Regions from separate parts of the Xenopus laevis genome. Here region 1 is linked to region 2. The links are chromatin contacts, called in public Hi-C maps. All regions are on one chromosome and are shown on one strand. The core of a region is the stretch at or near the end of the contact, and the rest is flanking DNA. Distances in the headings are between cores, read along the strand shown.

The links. Hi-C and Micro-C count contacts between places; a contact is called where the count stands out from the background.
Region 1: a Hi-C map of the XTC cell line shows a contact between it and region 2, with 3 times the contacts expected there. The contact joins the promoter of LOC108711093 here to the enhancer-like site in region 2. A contact is called at or near these places in 2 of 4 Hi-C or Micro-C datasets (the XTC cell line and animal cap).

What each region holds. Positions count from the first base shown.
Region 1 is chr1L:85,398,334-85,404,121 of Xenopus_laevis_v10.1, forward strand. LOC108711093 (interleukin-8) reads right to left here and starts at 3,079. Exons shown (of 4, transcript XM_041591027.1): 1 at 2,954-3,079; 2 at 2,617-2,743; 3 at 2,120-2,208; 4 at 1-1,432. The coding sequence starts at 3,017. The coding sequence ends at 1,416.
Region 2 is chr1L:85,307,233-85,313,274 of Xenopus_laevis_v10.1, forward strand. It overlaps cxcl2.L (interleukin-8), which reads right to left. Exons shown (of 5, transcript XM_041591005.1): 2 at 1,268-1,608. The coding sequence starts at 1,343. Among protein-coding and RNA genes, the nearest start is that of cxcl2.L, 6.7 kb to the right of the region's middle. Within about 2 kb of position 3,354, at least 1 of the 7 cell types and tissues checked has an H3K27ac peak or open chromatin away from gene starts, as enhancers often do.

The DNA.
Region 1 (5,788 bases), core at 1,829-4,328, 91 kb after region 2:
GAGAATCTGTTTTAGGAACTTTTCTAGCCACAGTGTTAAAAGTAGTCAAAGTGATCTGACCCAAACCTAATTTGAATGTATTACATGTTTTTGCTTACATATATATGTCTGGCAGAGAGTAAGTTCTTTGCATTTTCAGCTAAAAAGAGTTTACACAATAAATAGTTACTTTGTCGAGGTCAACAGTTTATTTATGTAGATGAAGTTCTGTGAAGAACATATTATTAATGCCTGGAATTTTCATTCATTATAGAAAGTTAAAATGTTTTTATTTCTCTCAAGGTCGTGCCACATTTGCAAATTGTTTGGAGTATAGCAAATTACTAGGTTCACTCTGACTTGAGCCCACAATTTTGTCACAGGGCAAAAACATTTTAATGAAAGACACAACTTTGGATGCGCTCTCCCCCTGAAAACATCTGGTTTGGTTTACACGGCATCTCTAATCCAGATTCAAACAAATGAATTCCATTTTTATGACTATAATTAGAAAATGTTTGATCCACAAAATAAATGTTAATTGCACTGGGCCATGATACTTACTCTCAGCATGAACAATATCTATGTGCACATAAGAAAACATGTTCATTTTCCAATTTTTGATACACTAAGCAACTTTGGCAAAAAACCTGCAATAGCTGGAAAAAAGCGATGTATAAACATGGACAGGGCATAAATTGTAAATATTCCTCGCCAAAAAAATAAAGTGGAATCACTGCTTGCCACTTTTTTATGTCTAAGTACAATGATGCTCAAAACATCACGTGTCCTGGTGTGCCCGGACCCCCCAGTCTGACACTATCTATCTATCTATCTATCTATCTATCTATCTATCTATCTATTGGTCTGTCTATTTATATGGTATAAATGTGTTATGAAAATATGTGCAGTATAGATAACATCAAGACCTTGCTATGCCCTAATACCCTTTACCTAGATAGTGTTGGGGTCATTTAAAAATGAGCCCTACCTGTGATCCCCACATCCCTTCAATTAACTAGAGTTGTGGTCAGGTAAAATGAAAATGCTCCTCCCACCCGGGACAATGACCATCAACCAACTCTGCATTAAGGCAAATCTTGTAGTGCCATTAAAACTACAATTAGAACACAAAAGTATATATTGCAGCTGTAATTTTATTGAATAGTTAATTAATTTACAAGTGGTTGAACAAAATGTATTTGCAGTAAAAAAATATTGTTACAACTGAATTGACATTTCTTGTTGTTATCTTTGCTACAGCATCGAGAGATAATGATCAAATAAAGTAAAAGTAGGATAAGAAAGTTAAATAGGCAGAGGTAAGAAAAGAAAAAACAGTGGCATGTTTTCTTGTACTTGTATTCTTGTGTAAATAGCAAATATTCTCAGCATTTGTATCTTCTTCTTTCGAAGACTTGCTCTTCTTCTTTGTCTTACTTATCTCTGTTGCCTACAATAGAAAAAAAAACATTCACAGCTAAATTTCACTAGTTATTTTAAAGAAAAAGTTCATTATGTATATAGTTTAGAATCTTGAAGCTCAAAACCTGAGCAACTTTGGTTAGTAACCCAAAGGCATTGTTGGTTTCAAATAAATGATTATTTCTAAAATAGATAAAGAAGGTGCCAATTACTATGGGGATAGGTGGCCATGTCAGGGTTTAAGGTTACCAAGCTGGATCATCACTAGGGGTTGGGCTTCCAGAACATTTTAAAATCATGTAAAGGGGGCACCATCTATTTTGGTTCATAGACCATGGTCATGTCATAACTGTGAGCCAATAATTTATATCCTTGCCGTAAGTTTAAATTCGATTTTCTGTTACATGTCCATCACATATTGATGGATGGAATTGTAGTAGTGTAGTGTAGTGTGGGTGCTTTTCAGTTGGTTCACAATTGCCCACTACCACTGCTTATTGACATATAGAAGTGCCATACAGTGAGCACCATCTCGCAAAATATGGATAGGTGTCTGCATGTTGCTGCCCTCATTTTTTAATTGTTTTGTAGAAAAACAATGATGATTTAAATTTTTTATTTTCTCTATTTTTCTGTCTTGCTCTGATGAACAACAGGTACAAGAAATATATGATAATGTTTTCTGTTATTTGCATTAGTCTTATATATGACAAACCTGCTTGTAGAGAATTTTTCTTGATAATCCCTTGAACCCATGGTGCTGAGGGATCCACACACACACTTATTCCTGTTGTAACAGTGATTCTAAAGATAAAAGAAAAAGGGTTTTAAATCCAATAACATGACCACCATTAACCTGTAATAAATTCACTGTATAAATAAAAGGAAACACCATGGAGCAGAAATGGGTATAATTGCAACAATCATTAACAATAAATACATACTGTACTAGAGATTGATCCTATCTTGCTAGTATAACACTATTGCTATTATGATACCTGTAGGATACAGGATGCGCTTTTATCTGGCTGTTTTTATCAAACAGCCAGATAAAAAGATGTTATATCAGTTCTGATTAATAGCGGTACATGCAGCATTTCATATTGTGTGCATCATAAATCCATTCTGGGTATTCTCAGTGGGGATGAGTTCCCCTCAATATGTTTTATTATTCTTTGTAATTGGCATGCATAGTTAAAGTGCAATACTTACATAACTTCTATATTATCACATTCATTGTTGAGCTCCTCATTTAAGCGGAATTGAGGATGGATGAATTTAGAGAAAGTCTCCAGACACCGACAGTTTGGCTTCAGCCCTGTTCCTGACAGTGTCATAGCTAGAACAAAAATCATTTCATGTGAAAATCCATGAACCACAAGGGTTTGTAATTATTCATCTTCAGATACAGAAATCAGTCTGTCTAAACCGCTCCTAATATTTAGTAAAAGCAAAATACTGCAGAGCTGCTCCAAAGGTACAAAAATTAAACCTAAATGTATTATTCTGGAGGATTACTTAAGATCAACTACAATTTAACATAACCTACCTTGAGTAAGAGCAGCGTAAAGCAGGCACAAAGCAACACTAGCAGCAATGATTTTAGAACCCATTTTAAAATATGAAAACCTTCCTTCAGCAAATATTCAGCATACAGCCACCCTCAGTGCTTTGCTGCCCCACTGTAGTGACTTCTGATATTCAGTTATAAAAGGGAGTATATTTATATACAAATCTGGTCATGCAGTTTTAATGTTCCTTAGAAATTTAGTAACAGTTTCTTGTGAAATTAATCTTGCAACATCAACTCAGTTTGCTTCATATTATATGCAGAGGGCTACTGTATTTTGGGGTCAGCCATATGTCATTATATTAGCAGTATATGTCACAATTATTATAGGTCTTCAACTAACCTTTAATGGTTGGTTCATATTTAAGTTAACCATTAGTATGCTATAGAATGGCTTATTCTAAGCAACTTTTCAATTGCCGTTCGTTGTTTTCTTTTTTTCTAGTATTTTAATTATTTGCCTTTTTCTTCTGACATTTTTCAGCTTTCAAATGGGGTTCATCTGAAAAAACATATGCTCTTTACAAATGTATTGTTATTGCTACTTTTTGTAACTCATTTATATTCAGACCCTCTCCTAATCATTTTCCAGTCTCTTATTCAAATCAATGCATGGTTACTAGGGTTATTTGGACCATAGCAATCGGATTTCTAAAACTGCAAACTGCAGAGCTGCTGACTACAATGCTAAATAATGGTTTGTAAATTTGCTTAATAACACCTTTTTATTTCAGTTAATTCAAGAACCTACTAGGAATGACTCTCTTTTGAAGCTGGTAATACCTAATAATATTGAACTCATCTCTAGCATTTGTGTGGGTGATCATTTAGGGAATAGTGATCATAACATGGTCTCCTTTGAGATTCTGTTGCAGAAGCAATTCTATAAGGGAGTAAATAAAAACACTAAACTTTAGACGTGCAAACTTTGTCATTATAAGGGCGTATCTACTGGGAAATGCTTTTCACAGGGTTAAACACAGAAGAAAAATGGGATGTCTTTAGATAATGCGATACTGACACGTTCCTATAAAAATAGGAATGTGTTGGTATCAGTGAAAAAAGCTGCACGTGAAATATAAGCAGCTAAAAGCCCCCCAAAGCCGCCCCCAGCCCAGCAAACCTTAGTAATGGCGACCCTCCAACACCATTAAATCATCTTCCTGAGTTGTTTCAGGAGGAGGCCCGATCCCTCCATAGGCTAATTAAAAATGAAAACAGGACTCCAGCCTATGGAGGGATCGCCCCACCCCCAGTCCAGTATGACTGAAACAACTCAGGAAGATGATTGATTTAATGGTGTCGGAGGGTAGCCTTTACTAAGGATCACAGGGAGCTTTTAGCTTCTTATATTTAGGGATGCACCAAATCCACTATTTTGGATTTGACGAACCCCCGAATCCTTCGCGAAAGATTTGGCCAAATACCGAACCGAACCTAAATCTCAATTTACATATGGGGTGCGAAGGGGAAAACATAATTAGGGGTGCGAAGGGGAAACATTTTTACTTTCTTTTTTGTGACAAAAAGTCACGCGATTTCCCTCCCCACCCCTAAATTGCATATGCAAAATAGGATTCAGTTCGGCCGGGCATATACGATTCAGCCGAATCCTGGGTGAATCCCGAACCCTGGATTCGGTGCATCCCTACTTATATTTCCCGTGCAGCTTCTATTCACTGATACCGACACATTCCTATTTTTATAGGAACGTGTCGTTATCACTTTTATAAATATACATGTCAGTATATTCCCCTTGAAAGCAAGGAACGTCGCGTTACAAAGCAAAACCTTTGACAGAATTATTGTTATCGAGGTTGGTAAGAAAAGACGTGCTTTTAAGGCGTTCAAGTTAGCAGGGACAGCTGAAACATTTTTCATACAAGCTAAAATCGATATGGGAAAAGGTATTGCAGGAAAAAAATGAACCCAAATTTTTTTCTAGATATGTAAATAGTAAAAGAAGCAGGATGGGATGGGACCATTGCTGTCAGAGGGGGTCAGTTGATTGATGAGAACAGAAATAAAGCAGAGATTAATGAATGTCCAGGACCAGATGGTGTTCATCCAGGGTACTTAATGAGCTTAGCTCTGTGATTGACCAATCTCTGTACTTAATTTTTCAGAATTCATTGAGCTCTGGTATGGTGCAGAGAGACTGGAAAATTGCTAATGTGGTGCAGCTATTCAAAAAGGGATCCCGTTCTCAACTTCAAAACTATAAGCCAGTGAGTCTGGTGTCAGTGGTAGAAAAGCTTTTCGAAGGGGTATTAAGGGACAAGATAGTTGACTTTATTGCAAATCAAATACTATGAGTTTGTGCCATCATGGTTTTATGCATAATTGATACAAATTAAAAACAAATTTAATTGCTTTTTATGAGTAGGTGAGCAGGAACCTTGACTTTGCAATGGCAGTGGATGTGATCTACTTGGACTTTGCTAAAGCATTTAATATAGTACCACACAAAAGGTTACTGGTTAAATTAAGGAATTTTGGCCTGGACCATAGTATTTGTACTTGGATAGAGAACTAGCCTGAAGTAAAAATTACAAAGAATAGTGGTAAATGGAACATTTTCTAATTGAACCAGTGTTGTTAGTGGAGGACCTGGAGGTGGTCATTGAAAGTACAATTTGTATTTTTGCTTTTGATACTAAATTGTGCAGAACTATAAGTTCCATGCAGGATGTTGCCACTAGATCAGAAAACTGGGCAGCAAACTGCAAAATGAGGTTCAAGGTTATGCACTTTGACAGAAATAATATAAATGCAAGTTATACTCTAAAATGTATTGGGGGTTTCCTTAATTGA
Region 2 (6,042 bases), core at 2,104-4,603:
TTGTACTCAAAGGAGATATCGTGGTGGAACGCAAGCTAGGTTTGGAGGAGGGGGGCTGACATGGCAACAATCACTTCTTAAGAGAAATACAGAACAAGCCACATGCCTCTGAGGAAGCCAATTGGTTTGGTGAAATGCGTCAGGCGGAAGTGACATCACGACAAGCTGCGGGGAACGCCACGAGGAGAGGAAGAGAGAAAAATATTTTGCCAGCAAATATCCCTCCTTGTATTACATCGGCAACCTGCTAAGGACTTGCATTTTTATGTGACTGACATACAGCATATACTTCATATAGCAAATGTGAGTGCAAAAATTATTTTTAAAAATATTTTACAATTAAACAGTATTACGCTATGGGATTTCTGTATTCTCTTATTGGAGGAGAACCCACACCTGCTAAATACTACATGCAATATCCCCATCCTGGGTCTTGTAAGTAGGCAATTCTGCCAGATTGGTGGAGGCTGCCAGGATTAATTATTGATGTACCACGCAAGGGAGAGTAAGGGTCATTGGAGGAAAACACATTGAATAGTTTTATGTGTACACAGGGTGTCATCCAAATTAATTGGAACTTATTGCATTATATACTGGATCTGGTTTCTCAGTTGCCCTAGGCGCTGATCCACTTTTGTTTGAAACTGTTTATGAGTGTTTGATGGACTAAACAGCTTGTTCCTGGTTCTCATGTTGAGGTTGCTACATCCCCTTAGTTTGTGCACCTCACCTTGCTAGTTTATAAGCGTACAGTCTCTGACAACAATTCTTGCCATTTATGCATGTGCTCTAATAGACACAGGATCAGCCTTTAAACATACACAGAGTGACTTTCAGAGTAGAAACACTAAAGTATAAATATATATGCCACTGAAAAAACGACCCCTGTGCCATTAAATATGGATTTATGCAGCTTACATTCAGCACAACATACTGTTCTATTACAGAGAAAAAGGAAATAATTATAAGTAATTTAATTATATGCTTGAAATTTACTCTGTGGGAGATGGTCTTCCAGTAATTCAGAGCATTCTTGATAATGGATGTAGCACACTGCACAAAATGGCTATAGTATGGCTCAATGGAAATCTGGCTATGTAAATTTTCACTGAAATGTAACCTGTTCTTCACAAAAGCAGCTTCATTATTAATATCATACAGAAACAAATATACATTTAAGTGAACAGCACCTTCTTGCCTGCCTGCCTTCCTTGAATGTGTATATTGCACCAGTAATGCAAATAAATTAGGAATATTTATTTCTTACCATATGACTCAGGAAAGCAATGAGATAAAAGCAGAAAAAGTCCAATCATGTACAGTGAATTTCTCTGGCTCTGCATGTTGGAGGTTGTTCACAGTTTTGATGAGCTGGCAACAGGGAAAATGATTTGCTCTCCTCAGCTTGTGCAGATTGCTTTCTCTTATACCTCCAGATTTATCATTATCCCAGAAAGGAAGGAGGAAATTCCAAATTCTATTCTCCTCCCCTTGTATTTGCTGCAATATCTGTCATGTAGTTACTGTTTGTGTATGTCAGCACAGGAAATCTCAGGAAAGGGGAAGATATATGAAACATTTCACCTTTACAGGGCATGGTTTTACTGGCTGCAATTAAAGATAAGTTGTTACAACATGTTTTTCTATTTGTTGATGGCAATTCAATTATATACATTGCATTTATAATGTTTCAGCTGACATTGGACCCTTGTTTACAAAATCACATAAAACCTCAAGGAACAAAAATCCAGCTAAAAGGGCAGTACTGATTGTGTTTGATTTCAGTGCATTTAGTAGAGGTGTCACTGATTTTCTTCATATGATCTAGTAACCTTAAAGGGAATGTAAAGCCAAAAGAAAATAATTTCTCTATACTTTCAGCACAAAAACAGTCTAGCCCCTTGTTCCTGACTATTAGCTGCAGTGCTAGTACTAACTATTAAAATATTGCAGAAGCTAGCAGCTAAACAAACCTGAAGACACATACCAGGCTTTATGGGAAATTATGTTTTGACTAGAGGGATGCTAACTTCTGCATTACCTGTGATAAAAGGGGTCAAGCAAATAATGCTTTCAATAGCAATTACAGTACATTAAATTACATAGAATTAAGTTTAAAGGGAAGTAAAGTCTAAAATAGAATACAGCTAGAAATGCTGTTTTTTTGTATACTAAACATAAACATGAACTTATTGCATCACAAGCCTAATCAAACAAATGATTTATGCTTTCAAAGTTGGCCACAGGGGGTCATCATATTGTAACTTTGTTAAACATCTTTACAAGACAGTGCACATGCTCACTGTGGTCTGGGCTGCTTAGAGATTGTCATAAATTATCAAAACAGCACAAGTCAAATCATATTTGCTAGAAGCCGATACAGCAAGACTGATAATAAGAATATATAGACTGCACTGGGTCCTGTGTTGTCAAGTAATCTAATGTGGATTTTATAGTTTTTGTATTGTTTAATTCAAACTTTCTCCAACTCTGCAGAACCAGTGGCTGCAGCAAAATATTTCTCTAAATAGAATCCCATTTTATCTGTTTAAATCTGGTGCTATGATCTTTGTCCCTGCAGCTGGAGTTGGAAACAGTAAAGGGGTTGTAAAGCCAAAATAAAATCCAATACAAATCTCTACACAGTCGGTGACTGTTCTACAGGGAAACAAACAAAGCTGCTTGAGTTCTGCATGGCTGGGAAGTAAGGCGGAGACTCCCCCTTCTGTTCTTAAGTATGATTGTTTCCGTGCCCAGCAGTTAGGGGTTGTCTGACAATTTGTATCCACAGCAGTAAATGAAAGGAGAATTTCACTGCATACTTCGGGTTTCTTATAAATACGGTACACATTTTTAATAAAGTATATTGGAGACAGGTTTCTTTTTCATTAAAAAAAGTAAAAATCAGATTTTTATTTTTTTGCCTTTACATGCCCTTTAAAACCATTGATGTTGATCTCATTTTGATACTTTCCTTGCTTCTCATATTTGTATACTGCATTCCACTTAATTTACCTATACTTTGTAGTCCTTATCCTGCACTAATGGTGATGTTTGACATACTATACTATCTTAGCTGACAAGGAGCTTTACTGGGTCTGTTTTAAGGTCGCTGGATAATTTGAAAAATTAGAGGTGCATTCTTCCACTAAGTGCAAGTTACTGAACCGCATCCACTTAAAAATGCAGCTCTTCTAGCTGTGGCTGACCACAAGTTTATTATCCACTCCCACAGAGATTCTATTGGGTTTATGATCAATTAAAAAATCCAAAAGGGAGGGTGTAATTTCATGGTGGGATAGGGATAACACATACCCTTGGCTGGGATACTATGGAAAGTAATGTACAGAACCCAAACCCAATCCTGATCCTCTAGCCAGAGCTGCAGTGTTTTTGTACGGGCAGCTCTATCTCTGCTGCATAGATCCATGGACTGGTTAAACTGAATGAATGGGAAGATCAATGTTTTTTTCCCACTAGATGGAGGTGTTGTAAAACGTAAAAAAAACAGCAGTCAAACCCATTTATGAGAACAGCGTTGTTTAATTATGGGTTATATATATATATATATATATATATATATATATATATATATATATATATATATATATATATATATATATATATATATATATATATATATATATTGCTGTATATAGCAGCACATTCAAAAAACAACTGAAGTGTGAGTCAGGTGTCCTGATAGCCAGAACACCTGTCCTACAACTCCCAGCAACCCAGTTCAGACCGCCATTTGATGGCGGTCTGAACTGGGTTGCTGGGAGTTGTAGGACAGGTGTTCTGGCTATCAGGACACCTGACTCACACTTCAGTTGTTTTTTGAATGTGATATATTGTATTCAACCTTGCAGACCAGCCATCAAGCAAACACTGGAACGTAGTGGATGCTGAATTGAACAATTGATATAGCAGCACATCCCTAAGTGGGTGAAGCAGTGGGTTACTGCAAGACAGGGGAGGCTATTCAGACACTCATTTGGGATTAAGCTATGAAAGTAAACGTCTTGTCACTATAATTGCCAATAAGCATAATAATAGTTAAAGTTAAATAATATTTATTACCAAACTACATTTTATCTAAAATGAAATATCTCAAAAATCCATATTATAAATTTACAAGCATGGCATGGTTTTCAGGATTTTCTGCCTTATTTTTTACCCTGAGAGAGAAAATGCTAAATTGCTGCAAAGTATCATAAACACTACTAATCATAACTGTGGTCAGATCACAAACAGCCCTGTAGCACCTCTCCCTTCAGAATGTGTACTGTTCACATCATGCATTGCATCGTCACGCCTATTCATCAAACCCTCCCCGCTCCTGCCTGGGTTTTTTACTGGTGTCCCGCTGGCCGAGTCCAACCCTGTTAAACAGATTGATTGATAGATTGTGGCCCTTATGCAGAATAAACTATGTCACTATTCTTTTCTGGATGACTGTTCTCAATCTAAATAAGATAACCATCTTTCTTCCAAATATAAACAACTTCATTGTGGATAATATGAACATGGACAGAAAAGTGAATCCTTAGTTAAAATGGAATGATCAAAAAGTGGAAAGACTCAGCGGCCCACCCGGGTAAAACACTACAATTATATTTTTAACTGGAGGGCTGCTATCAACACAATCAATCATTACTTTATTCAAAATAATTTAAATGTAATAACAAATCATTTTGCAACATCTCTGCCTCCATCATGGATTCTTGGGTAAACTGTCCCATAAGTAATTACTTAAAGGAAAACTATACCCCCTCGCAATGTAGGTCTCTATAAAAAGATATTGCATAAAACAGCTCATATGTAAAACCCTGCTTCATGTAAATAAACCATTTTCATAATAATATACTTTTTTAGTAGTATGTGCCAATTGGGTAATCCTAATTAGAAAATTGCCAAAAAAAGGGTCACCCCCTGGGATCGTACGATTCACTGTGCAAACAAACACACCAAATAAACCATACATGTTAGGTCACATGAGCCAATTAAGAGACAGAGTTCTGTCTTTTGCTTCCACACGTCTTCCTGTTACAGTTAAAGCTGCATTATTTCTGGTCAGGTGATCTCTGAGGGAGCACACAGACCATCACAAAATGGTGCTTTAAGACAAGAGATGTAAAAGGGCAGTTTTTACTTAAAGGGATCCCGTCATCGGAAAACTTGTTTTTTTCAAAACACATCAGTTAATAGTGCAATCCCAGCAGACTTCTGCACTGAAATCCATTTCTCAAAAGAGATTTTTTTCTATTCAATTTTGAAATCTGACTTGGGGCTAGACATATTGTCAGTTTCCTAGCTGCCCCAAATCATTGCTCAAGGGCAGGCAGCCCACCATTTATTTGAGAGGATAAATAGTAGAGGCTGTGTATCGGTTCAGTTAACGTAACTCAATCTGTATGTAGCCCCATTCCTTTTGTGGGGTTGAATATTCCCACAAAACAAATGGTATAAGAGATGGAGCAAGGTTGTAGGACAAAATCAAAGACATATTTACCCAACTGTCCCGTTTTCTTTGGCACAGTCTCGATTTTGACAGCTCAGCCCACAGTCCCGTGTTTCACTGATGCCAGAAAATGATACAAAGTTTCTGAAACTTAATTAAAATAAGAGCCATTTTGGCAGAGAGCCCAGAACAGTGGCTGCACTTTCGATACATTTTTTTATATTCAATTTTGAAATCTGACATGGGGCTAGACATTTTGTCAATTTCCCAGCTGCCCCTGGTCATGTGACTTGTGCCTGCACTTTAAGAGAGAAATGCTTTCTGGCAGGCTGCTGTTTTTCCTTCTCAATGTAACTGAATGTGTCTCAGTGAGACATGGGTTTTTACTATTGAGTGTTAGATCTACCAAGCAGCTGTTATCTTGTGTTACGGAGCTATTATCTAGTTACCTTCCCATTGTTCTTTTGTTTGGCTGCTGGGGGGGAAAGGGAGGGGGTGATATCACCCCAACTTGCAGTACAGCAGTAAAGAGTGATTGAAGTTTATCAGAGCACAAGTCACATGACTTGGGGCAGCTG